Linked DNA regions of Sus scrofa: all the other regions are linked to region 1. Evidence: chromatin contacts called from public Hi-C and HiChIP or PLAC-seq data. All regions are on one chromosome and are shown on one strand. The core of a region is the stretch at or near the end of the contact, and the rest is flanking DNA. Distances in the headings are between cores, read along the strand shown. Region 1 holds the start of CMTM7 (CKLF like MARVEL transmembrane domain containing 7). Region 2 holds the start of CMTM8 (CKLF-like MARVEL transmembrane domain-containing protein 8). Region 3 has its middle 48 kb from the start of CMTM8.

What was found. A called contact is a pair of places that touch in the nucleus more often than the background predicts. HiChIP or PLAC-seq counts read pairs in DNA pulled down with a chosen protein or histone mark.
Region 2: a contact with region 1 is called in an H3K27ac HiChIP or PLAC-seq map of skeletal muscle. The contact joins the promoter of CMTM8 here to the promoter of CMTM7 in region 1. A contact is called at or near these places in 3 of 47 Hi-C or Micro-C datasets (fetal heart ventricle, heart right ventricle and liver) and 1 of 2 datasets of contacts at active chromatin or transcription factors (skeletal muscle).
Region 3: a contact with region 1 is called in a Hi-C map of liver, with 2.8 times the contacts expected there. The contact joins the enhancer-like site here to the promoter of CMTM7 in region 1. A contact is called at or near these places in 1 of 5 promoter capture datasets (liver), 14 of 47 Hi-C or Micro-C datasets (embryonic fibroblasts, epiblast stem cells, fetal liver and 7 more) and 1 of 2 datasets of contacts at active chromatin or transcription factors (skeletal muscle).

Annotation. Positions count from the first base shown.
Region 1 is chr13:18,370,912-18,373,704 of Sscrofa11.1, forward strand. CMTM7 (CKLF like MARVEL transmembrane domain containing 7) reads left to right here and starts at 1,260. Exons shown (of 5, transcript NM_001243922.1): 1 at 1,260-1,473. The coding sequence starts at 1,315.
Region 2 is chr13:18,241,551-18,244,657 of Sscrofa11.1, forward strand. CMTM8 (CKLF-like MARVEL transmembrane domain-containing protein 8) reads left to right here and starts at 1,829. Exons shown (of 4, transcript XM_021071501.1): 1 at 1,829-2,358. The coding sequence starts at 2,212.
Region 3 is chr13:18,193,416-18,196,346 of Sscrofa11.1, forward strand. No RefSeq gene overlaps it. Among named protein-coding and RNA genes, the nearest start is that of CMTM8, 48 kb to the right of the region's middle. Within about 2 kb of position 1,501, at least 9 of the 83 cell types and tissues checked have an H3K27ac peak or open chromatin away from gene starts, as enhancers often do. A contact at or near this core is called in liver, where this site is marked.

The DNA.
Region 1 (2,793 bases), core at 10-2,509:
GACTGGTGCTCAAACTTGAGATTTTATCAGAATCACCTGGGAAACTTATCAAAGCAGAGATTGCATGAGTATCTCCACTTTCTAGAATCATCAAGACAGTCTCCTGACGACAGCACAGCCCTGGCATCCAGTGATCTCTTAGAGAGAGATTTTTGCATTATCTCCAAGTTTTTTTGAGAAATAACAAGATTGGCCACAGGGACACTCTGCTCAAAGAGAACACCGATAACATCTCACTTCAGTAGTCCTGTTTGCACCTGTCTTCAATTTAAAAGTAACCCAGGGAGTTCCTGCTATGGCTCAGCGGATTAAGAACCACACCTAGTGTCCATGAGGATGCCAGTTTGATCCCTGGTCTCGCCCAGTGGTTTAAGGATCCAGTGTTGCCATGAGCTGTGGTGTAGGCCAGCAGCAACAGCTCCAATTAAACCTCTAGCCTGGGAACTTGATATGCCACGGATGCAGCCCTAAAAAGACAAAAAATAAAATGAAAGTAACCCCAAAGGAGGGCAACATGGCTTGGATAACTGGCCGCTCCTATTAGAGGTAAACCTATGCTCTCCATGTGACTCAGCAAACCCACTCATAGGTATTTATCCAAAGAATTGAGAGCTTGTTTATGTCCACCAAAAAATCTCACCAGAATATTCACCACAGTTTTATTGGGCACACAGAATTCATCTCAATGTGTTGTACTGAGTGAAAGAAGCCAGACACAAATGAGAATATTGCTGTATTATTTAAAGTATATCAAGTCTGAGAAGAGAGGACACGAATCTGTAGTGACACAAGGGGGAAAGCACAAGTATTGGCATGTTCTATTGGTTGCTGGGGCGGGGGGGTTACACAGGTGTACGTACACATACAGAACAATTAACGGAGCTGAACACGGAGGGTTTGGGCATTTCAGTGTATGCGAGTTACACTTCAATCAAGCGCTCTTAGCACACATTCGCAGGCGCGCCCACACCAAATCCCAGGAGGCCCAAACCCAGCTGTGCCCGGGCCTCGCCCACCTCGGAAAGGCCACGGCCCAGGGCGTTGGTTTCCCTCCTCCCTCCAGCCCGACTTCCGCGCCTCCCCGAGGGCTAGGGGGTGCAGCCACCTTTCCGGAGATCGCGAACCGGGCCCTCCCCGGCCAGGTCCCGCCGAGGCTGGGTGAGCGTCCCCGCGCGGGCCCGGGGCGCTAGCGCCTCTCCCGGACGCTAGGGTCCCGCCCCGCGGCCCCGCCCCGCCCCGCGGCCCCACTCCGCCCCTTCGCAGCTGGCCTTCGGCCCCGGCCGGAGGAGGCGGCGGGCGGGCAGGGGCTGCGAAATGTCGCACGGAGCTGGGCTCGTTCGCACCACGTGCAGCAGCGGCAGCTCCTCGGGACCCGGTGCTGGCGCGGGGCAGCCGGGCGCGGGCTCGTCGGAAGGGCTGCTGGACCCCTTCTACCCCCGCACCCACGCGGCGCTGCTGAAAGTGGCGCAGATGGTGAGAGAGGCTCGGGAGCGGGCCGGGGGTCACACGGGGAGACCTGGAGGGCAGAGTCCGGGGAGGGATCGCGCCCGCCGCCGGAGCATCCCGCCCCCCCGGCGGAGAGCGTACCGCCCAAGTCAAGTCGGAGGGGGCTTCCTCGGGCGAGTTGAGCGTGCAGCTCCCGCGCTGGAACTCCGCCCCACTCGGTCTGCTCCAGCAGCCCCCGCTCCGGGGTCCCAAGTGTTTCCAGCAGTTCTGAGGGGCCTGCCCGCTCGTGACCGAAGCCGCCGCCAAAGTTCCTGTGCGTCTTCCTTCCTTTTCTCGGGCCGCGCAGCTTCGGACCCGAGCCGGGAGGGGAGAGTGCCCGGGCAGCGGCACTCAGGCCGCGGAACCCGACCTCTTCTCGGCCGCGGCCGCCTCTTTTCTGGAGCCGCGCGCCGCGGGGCTTCCTCCTCCGAGCGCGGAGTCCGAAGGCCTGGCTTCCCGGAGCGGAGCGGGGCGGGGAGAGAAAGCATCCGTGCGGCAGCCGTCAAGCTTCAAAGGGGGTCTCGCGGCCGTTGGACGGCAGCGGTCACTGGGGAACGTCGATTTTGGGGAGCCGGGGTCGCCAGACTGGGGGTCATTTTGGAGACGGGCAGGACGAAAGCCCAGGCGCCGAGTGCGACCAGAGCTGCAGGAACCTCCACCAGGGCAGACCTTCCCGGCCTGAGCCCTTGTTCCGCACTGTTTTCTCCCTTCCCGTTTTTTTTTTTTCTTCCTTAAAATATTTAAATCTTAAGGAAAACACCTTTCCCGTTTGTTGGATATGTTTTGAAACTGAGCTGGGCTGTTCTGTGACTCCACTCATTGTACTGTTTGCAGCCGGAATGGTGGACGGGGAAGTGGTAATTTTGAAAGGGGGTGTGAAGGAAGGGATGTGGGTTAGCCACCCGGTCACAGAGCCAGAGCCAGGGCCAGGGCAGCTGCATCAGCCCCAGGGATGGGCGCGGGATGAGGTCTGTCCAAGTATCCACAGCGCTGTTGCTCTGGATGCTGAGTGTGTACAGAGGGCTCTGGTTTTCTGCTTGGCCAGACCTGAAAGGAAGGGGGATTGAGTTCCCTTTTCTCGAAGAGCATTGAAGTGGACCAAAAATTAGAAAGTAGGGGCATTTTAGCTATTAACAAAAAAAATTATGTTGAGCTGTGTTGGTTTTGAGCAAGGCTTTTTTTTTTTTTTCTTTTTTCTTTCTTTTTTTTTTTTTTGATTTAGGCTAAGCGGTCTGATCAGTCAAATTGAGGGGGCTAGCCTACCTCCGCATCCTTAAAAAAATGGGTGGGGGTGGGTCAGGCCCCAGC
Region 2 (3,107 bases), core at 579-3,078, 130 kb before region 1:
TCACTGCTGAAAACTAGTGTATTTGATTAAAGTGCCACTGCAGACCTCACTGAGGGTGTTGTATAGTGTATTGTAGATGGACATTTTACCTTTCTAAAAAAAAATCTGAGTTTGGAAATCCATCTGGGCCTCAGGGATTTTCTGAGAAGGGACTGTCCTTTGTAATACAGAAATAGAGTTGTCTAGACTTCCTTCCTGCCTTCCCTGTGTCCTGCATGATGCCACAGACTGCTTCTCTGGCCATTTCATGTGAGTATCTCTTATTTCTGCAGCTGCAAGATCAGGTTCTCTAAAGCAGTAGCTCTCAAACGTCAGTGTGTACCTGATTGTTGTGGAAAGCTAGTTCAAACACAACTTCCTGGCCCCTGCTCTCAGAGTTTCTGATTCAATGGGTCTGGGGTGAGGCTTGAGAAATAGCACTTCTCAGAGTTCCTAGGTGATATTGATGCTGCTGGTTCAAGCACCACACTTTGGAAACCAGTGTTCTAGGGGGAAGTGCTCTAATTTTTGTTCTTTTACCCACTGGTCCAAGATGCTTAGCAAAATGCTCATGGATGGAATTTCTCGAAATCTTCATCTTTGTAATGCTTTTGAAGCCTCAAATTTTTATTTTTTATTTTTTGGCTGTGCCCGAGGCATATGGAAGTTCCCTGGATCAGGGACTGAACTCGTGCCATGGCAGTGACCCGAGCTACAGCAGTGACAATGCCAGATCCTTAACCAATGAGCTACCAGGGGACTCCTTGAAGCCTTAACTTTTACTCCCAGAGGTTCTTCTGGGTGGGCCCTAGATTAAAAGAAACGAATTCCTTGTTTTGTTTTATTAGATTATAGCTTTTACTTTCTTCTCAGCTCAGCTCACTGTGAAAAAAATGTCCCTTCTGACCTTTTTTCGAAAGGTCTTGGAACAGATAAGGAATTCCTTTGCTCTGACCCCAGAGCCACCTTCTATTTGTAACCAGTAATTATTTCCTTTCCTTCTGGGAGTTTCTGAATAAAATATAATGTTTCTTGCCTTCCTTTCACAAAACAGGAGAGTGCGCCAGGAAGCTGCTCTCCTGTTGGCAAGGTGCCCATCGATGCATTTCACAGATGGCACCACTGAGGCCCAGAGAGGGAGCCCCCTTGCTCCTGTTTATACAGCTGAGAGATGCAAGAGCCGACCCTCTAACATGCCGCCTCACTGTGTGGTGCTCTCGTCCCCTCCCCCACCCCAGGAAAGGACGGCCCGTGTGTCAATTTGCACGAACCACACCTTTCAAGCTTTTCTCCAACATTTCGTTCCGCGTGTAATGGGACACTGGTTGGTCATGACCAGGGACCTCAAATATCTTCCCGCTTCCATCCCTGGCCCCAAGGCTCCATGGATCCCGCGATCGAGCCTCTGCGAGCTCCTTCCTGGCCCAGCGATGAAGTTGGTTCCTCAAATTGTTCCCGGCAGGAGGGGCAGGAAATCACGCCAGGCTTCGGCCGCAGCCGCACCGGGAGGGGGAGAAGCTCAGGCCGGGCGTCCCAGCGGCCTCGCATCGATCTGGAGTCTAAGGTCCGGCCGGGTCGTAACTCCAGCCGCTCATTCTTCCCCTTGGAGTCGCCGCTCCACCCCACCCTCCTCATTCCCGGAGCCAGTTGGCTTCGCTCTTCCCAGAGGCCCCCCAGAGCCCCGGCCGGCAATGGCCAGGTGGAAAGAGACAGGTCTTCGGCGCCCCACCCGGGGAGGCGGGGCCAGGCTGAGCCGGCTCCAGGAGGGGTGCAGTCCGCGGCCGCGACCCCCGCCCTCCTTCCCCTGGCACCGCCTCCGGGCGTTCCCGGCCGCTTGGCCCCCGCAACAGGTGAAGCGGCCGCCAGCCCGAGGCGCCTCCGCGGGGCGGTCCCTCCCCGCCCGCCGCTTGCCCGCCCCTCTCCACGCCCCCTCCCCTCCGCCCGGCCTGCGCCGCCTCCCTTGGCCACCCGCGGCCTCATCTCTCCGGGTCTCCTTCTCCGAGGACCCTGCGCAGCCCGAAAGCCCACGCGCCGAGGAGCTGGGCGCGCTGTGCACTCGCTGGACGCGCGCCGCGGCCGGACGGGCCCTGGCGGGAGCCCTCCGCCCGTCTTAGTCCCTGCGCCGCCGCGCTCCCCTCCCCCCGCGCCGGTGTCCGCGGGCTCAGGGCCGCGCGTCCCGCCCGGACGCGCCGAGGGTCCCCTAGGCGGGGCGGGCCCGGCTCCGGCGTGACGATGGAGGAGCCGCAGCGCGCTCGCTCGCACACTGTCACCACTACCGCCAGTTCCTTCGCGGAGAACTTCTCCACCACCAGCAGCAGCTTCGCGTACGACCGCGAGTTCCTCCGCACCCTGCCCGGACTCCTCATCGTGGCGGAGATCGTGAGTGCCTGCGGGCGGGCGGCCGGGGCCGGGGGCGCAGGTGGACCGGACGCCGTGCTCCTAGCCGGGGAGTTTGTTCACATTTCCGGGGAGGGGGGGCTTCGAAGGAACCCTTTTTTCTCAACCTCGCCTTTATCCCAAGATGCAGAACTCAGAGACCCCGCTCTCTGAACGAGGTCTCATCACCTCGGGATCTGTTGGGGGAGAGGATTGTGACCCTCGGGCTGTCTTTTGGGGGCGGCAACCCAACTTGCTGGACCCTCTCCGTGGTCGCGGCGTATCCTGGGAGCAGAATGCTTCGTGGGCCTTGAGTTTGTGTTAAGGAGTGTCAGGGACACCTGGTGCCTCCCTTACCTGATCTGATCTCCACGTGTGTGGCTTTTTCCCTAAAAGCAGAGCCTCCCCAAGATTAGGAGAAAACTTCTTTTTCCTAATTATCTTCGTAGTAGTAAAATTGCAGTGAATCAGGAAACGTTTACCAAATACAATATGAGGGTCTTCTGTCCGGTGCTCTTTGAGGACCAGAGGGTCTCCTGTCTGGTACTATGCTCATCCTGGTTTAAGGCCCAGCACGTTCTGGGGGAGGAGATTGGGCATGTGCCTTCTCCTCTCCATAGGAGGACATAAAGGCTGAGAGATCGTCCCTTAGGTCCCTTGGTATCTGAGAAAGAACCTGGGTAGTGGCAACTGTTTATTGTCTCCACCCTGTGCTGGCCCCCCGAAACAGGTGAAGCGGCAGCCAGCCCGAG
Region 3 (2,931 bases), core at 251-2,750, 180 kb before region 1:
AACCACTTCAATTGAGGGATATTTGTTCTACGTGTCATAAGCAGTAGGGTTTGCAGTTGTGTTTAACTTAACTGAATGGACGGCTCCTGTAAAAGGATCATGTGTCCCTTTTCCAAGGAATTGGAGTGTGACAGTCAGTTCCACCTTCTCCTCCCTGACATCCCGTCTTAGTGGGCGTTCAAAGTTCAGCTGACAAAGACACTCTGTGTTTCTAAGAAAACACAGCTGAAGCCCCTGCGAAGGGCAGGCTGCCAAGGATGTGCTTGGTCCATTTTCGGCATCCAGCGTACAAACTTGCTCTGCAAGCAGTGGCTACTGCTTGAAGCAGTGTTCACCCCAAAACGACTTCTCTCCTTCTCCTGCCAACAGATGAAATACCGTAAGAACAAACATCTTGGGTAGACACCAGGATCTATCCCTTTTTAAATAAACGCAATCCTGATCTAATCTTTGCTAAGGAAGCTGTGGCAGCAACAAGCTGTCAAATCTATTTCCCTGCTGGTGTTCCATGATGGCTCAGTGGGTTAAGGTTCAGGGTTGTCACTGCTGTGGCTTGGGTTCAGTCCCTGGCCTGGGAAATTCCGCATGCCATGGGTGTGGCCAAAAAATAATAATAATAATAATCTATTTCCCTGCTTTCTTCTCATCTCTCTGAGGAGTTCCTTCCATGTCCTGGCTTCCTGGGTGTGTGGTTATCTGTCCTGCGGTGGTGTTGGGGTTTCAGGGCTGCAATAACTAGGGGTCGGGGTGGGAAGCAGCACCACCTTGCAGGTTGGTAAAAGTTGCACCCCTTCACTGGGAATGATCTACATCTCTTGTCCCTTAAAATCCTGCCCTACATCTGCCTCAGATAGTGTCACAGCAACGCCCCAACACTGGGGCGCAGGTCATTTTTCTGAGTGAAAGGAAATAGGAGGGGAAGGGAAGATCCGCCCGTCCCGTGTATCCTGCCATTTACCAGCTCGCAGATCTGTGTGCTCAGTCCTCTGAACTTTCAGTTACATCATTCCCAGACGCCTCCGAGCTTGGGCTGCTTTGACTTATTGGAAGGGGTGACTGGGCAATATTCAAAGGCCCTGAGGTTCCTGGAGGCACAACCGGCAGGACAGTCACTGGTGTTGGGTGGCTTCTTGGGTTCCCTCCAGGGGGAGGTGAATTGCTAAGCTGCTAACTTGATCTGCTTCTCTCTTACGGGGGCCAGGGAACCCTGCTTTATTTTCCAGTCACTTTCCAACTAAATATCTTGGGTTGGTGACACTTTCCTAATTGCAACTCTGGGACATCCCCTGTTACATAAGGCAGACACCTTGGAGGGTTTTAATCCAGTAAAAAATTCTCATGCTTGGGCAATTTTAAGGTGAGTCTCAGTTTGAGAGAGGACAGACTTGGTCTGACCCAGCGTATCAAAGCTCTTTCCATGGAGCCAGTTTTGTATCATTGGAAGCCAGGATCGCTTGCTCAGCGGCTAGTACCTTGGCCTGCTATGGGCAATTACTCCTGCTTTTGATTTTTGTGGGAGACGTTTGCTTAATTTGCTGGTACACTGCCTCTCTGATCACATTACAGGCCTGAGCCTGCTTTGTATGTGTGTGTGTGTGTGTGTGTGTGTGTGTGTGTGTCCTTTGTAAATAACAGCCTGTTCTTTTCTTTCAGCTAGTGCTGGCTTACTCTCCTCCCCTACCCTTTTCATCTTTTAAACTGGTTTCATTGTTTTAAATTAGGACTCTAATAAATAATTCAGTAACCCTCACCCAAGTCCCCACCTCCGGAGGTAGGAGCACATGCCAGTTTATTGGTGATTTCCAGGGAAAGGTGTAGCAACAAGGCTTGTTTCCCCTCTAGAATAGCTCACTCCAGCTTCTGAGCGGTGTTTGATGTCCTTTGCAAACTCTAGCCTGTGAGCTCCTGCACCTGTTGTTCTGACACCGATTTGATGGGAACATTGTTCCTTTCCTTTAGTACTTGTGTCTGCAGAGCCTCTGTTCTTGTTGGTTCAGAGAGCTGACTTCTTTGTTGGTTCCTGTGAGAGAATCTTCTGAAACAATAGCCCAGAGGTGGGGAAGAGGCATGAAAGAGTGCCCCATGAATTGATTTCATCTAATCCTTCTGCCTAGGTGTCTCGGGCTGTCTGTTTCTGTGTCTCCCCGTTCTCCCACATTAAGCCAGCTCTCTTTCTTTCCCTCATTCCCAACTTCCACATTCAGTCCCATCCACCTTGATACATATTATATATAATTCCACCTTAATTGCACTTAGGGAGTTTCAGTGTGCTCTGTTATTTAATGATAGCAGAATCAAATAAATTATTTTTTTCTTAAAGAAAAGGAAGTGGTATATATATGTGTGTGTATAGATATATATATATCTATACACACACACTTCACTTAATATGAAGTATGTGTATGTGTATACTTCATATTTCATATATTCACATATATATATATGAAGTATGAAGTATGGAGCAACATGGATGGGCCTAGAGATTATCAGGCAAAGTAAAGGAAGTCAGATAGAGAAAGACAAATATTATATATCACTTATATGTGGAATGTAAAATATCACAAATGAACAAATGAACTTATTCACAAAACAGAAACGAACTCACAGACCTAGAAAAGACAGTAACCAAAGGGGAAGTGAGGGGAGAGATAAATTAGGAGTTTGGGATTAATATATACACACTGCTATATATAAAATCGATAAACAACAGGACCTACTGTAGAGCACAGGGAGCCATATTCAATATCTTATAGTAACATATAATGGAAAAGAATTTGAAAAAATGTAAAAATATGTATATGTATAACCGAATCACTTTGCCGTACGCTTGAAACTGATACAGCATTGTAAATCAACTGTAGTTCAATTTAAAAAATAGTAGAAATCGAAAAAAAAAGAAGGGATGGTAATTTAAGTGCTTCCTCTCTCCTC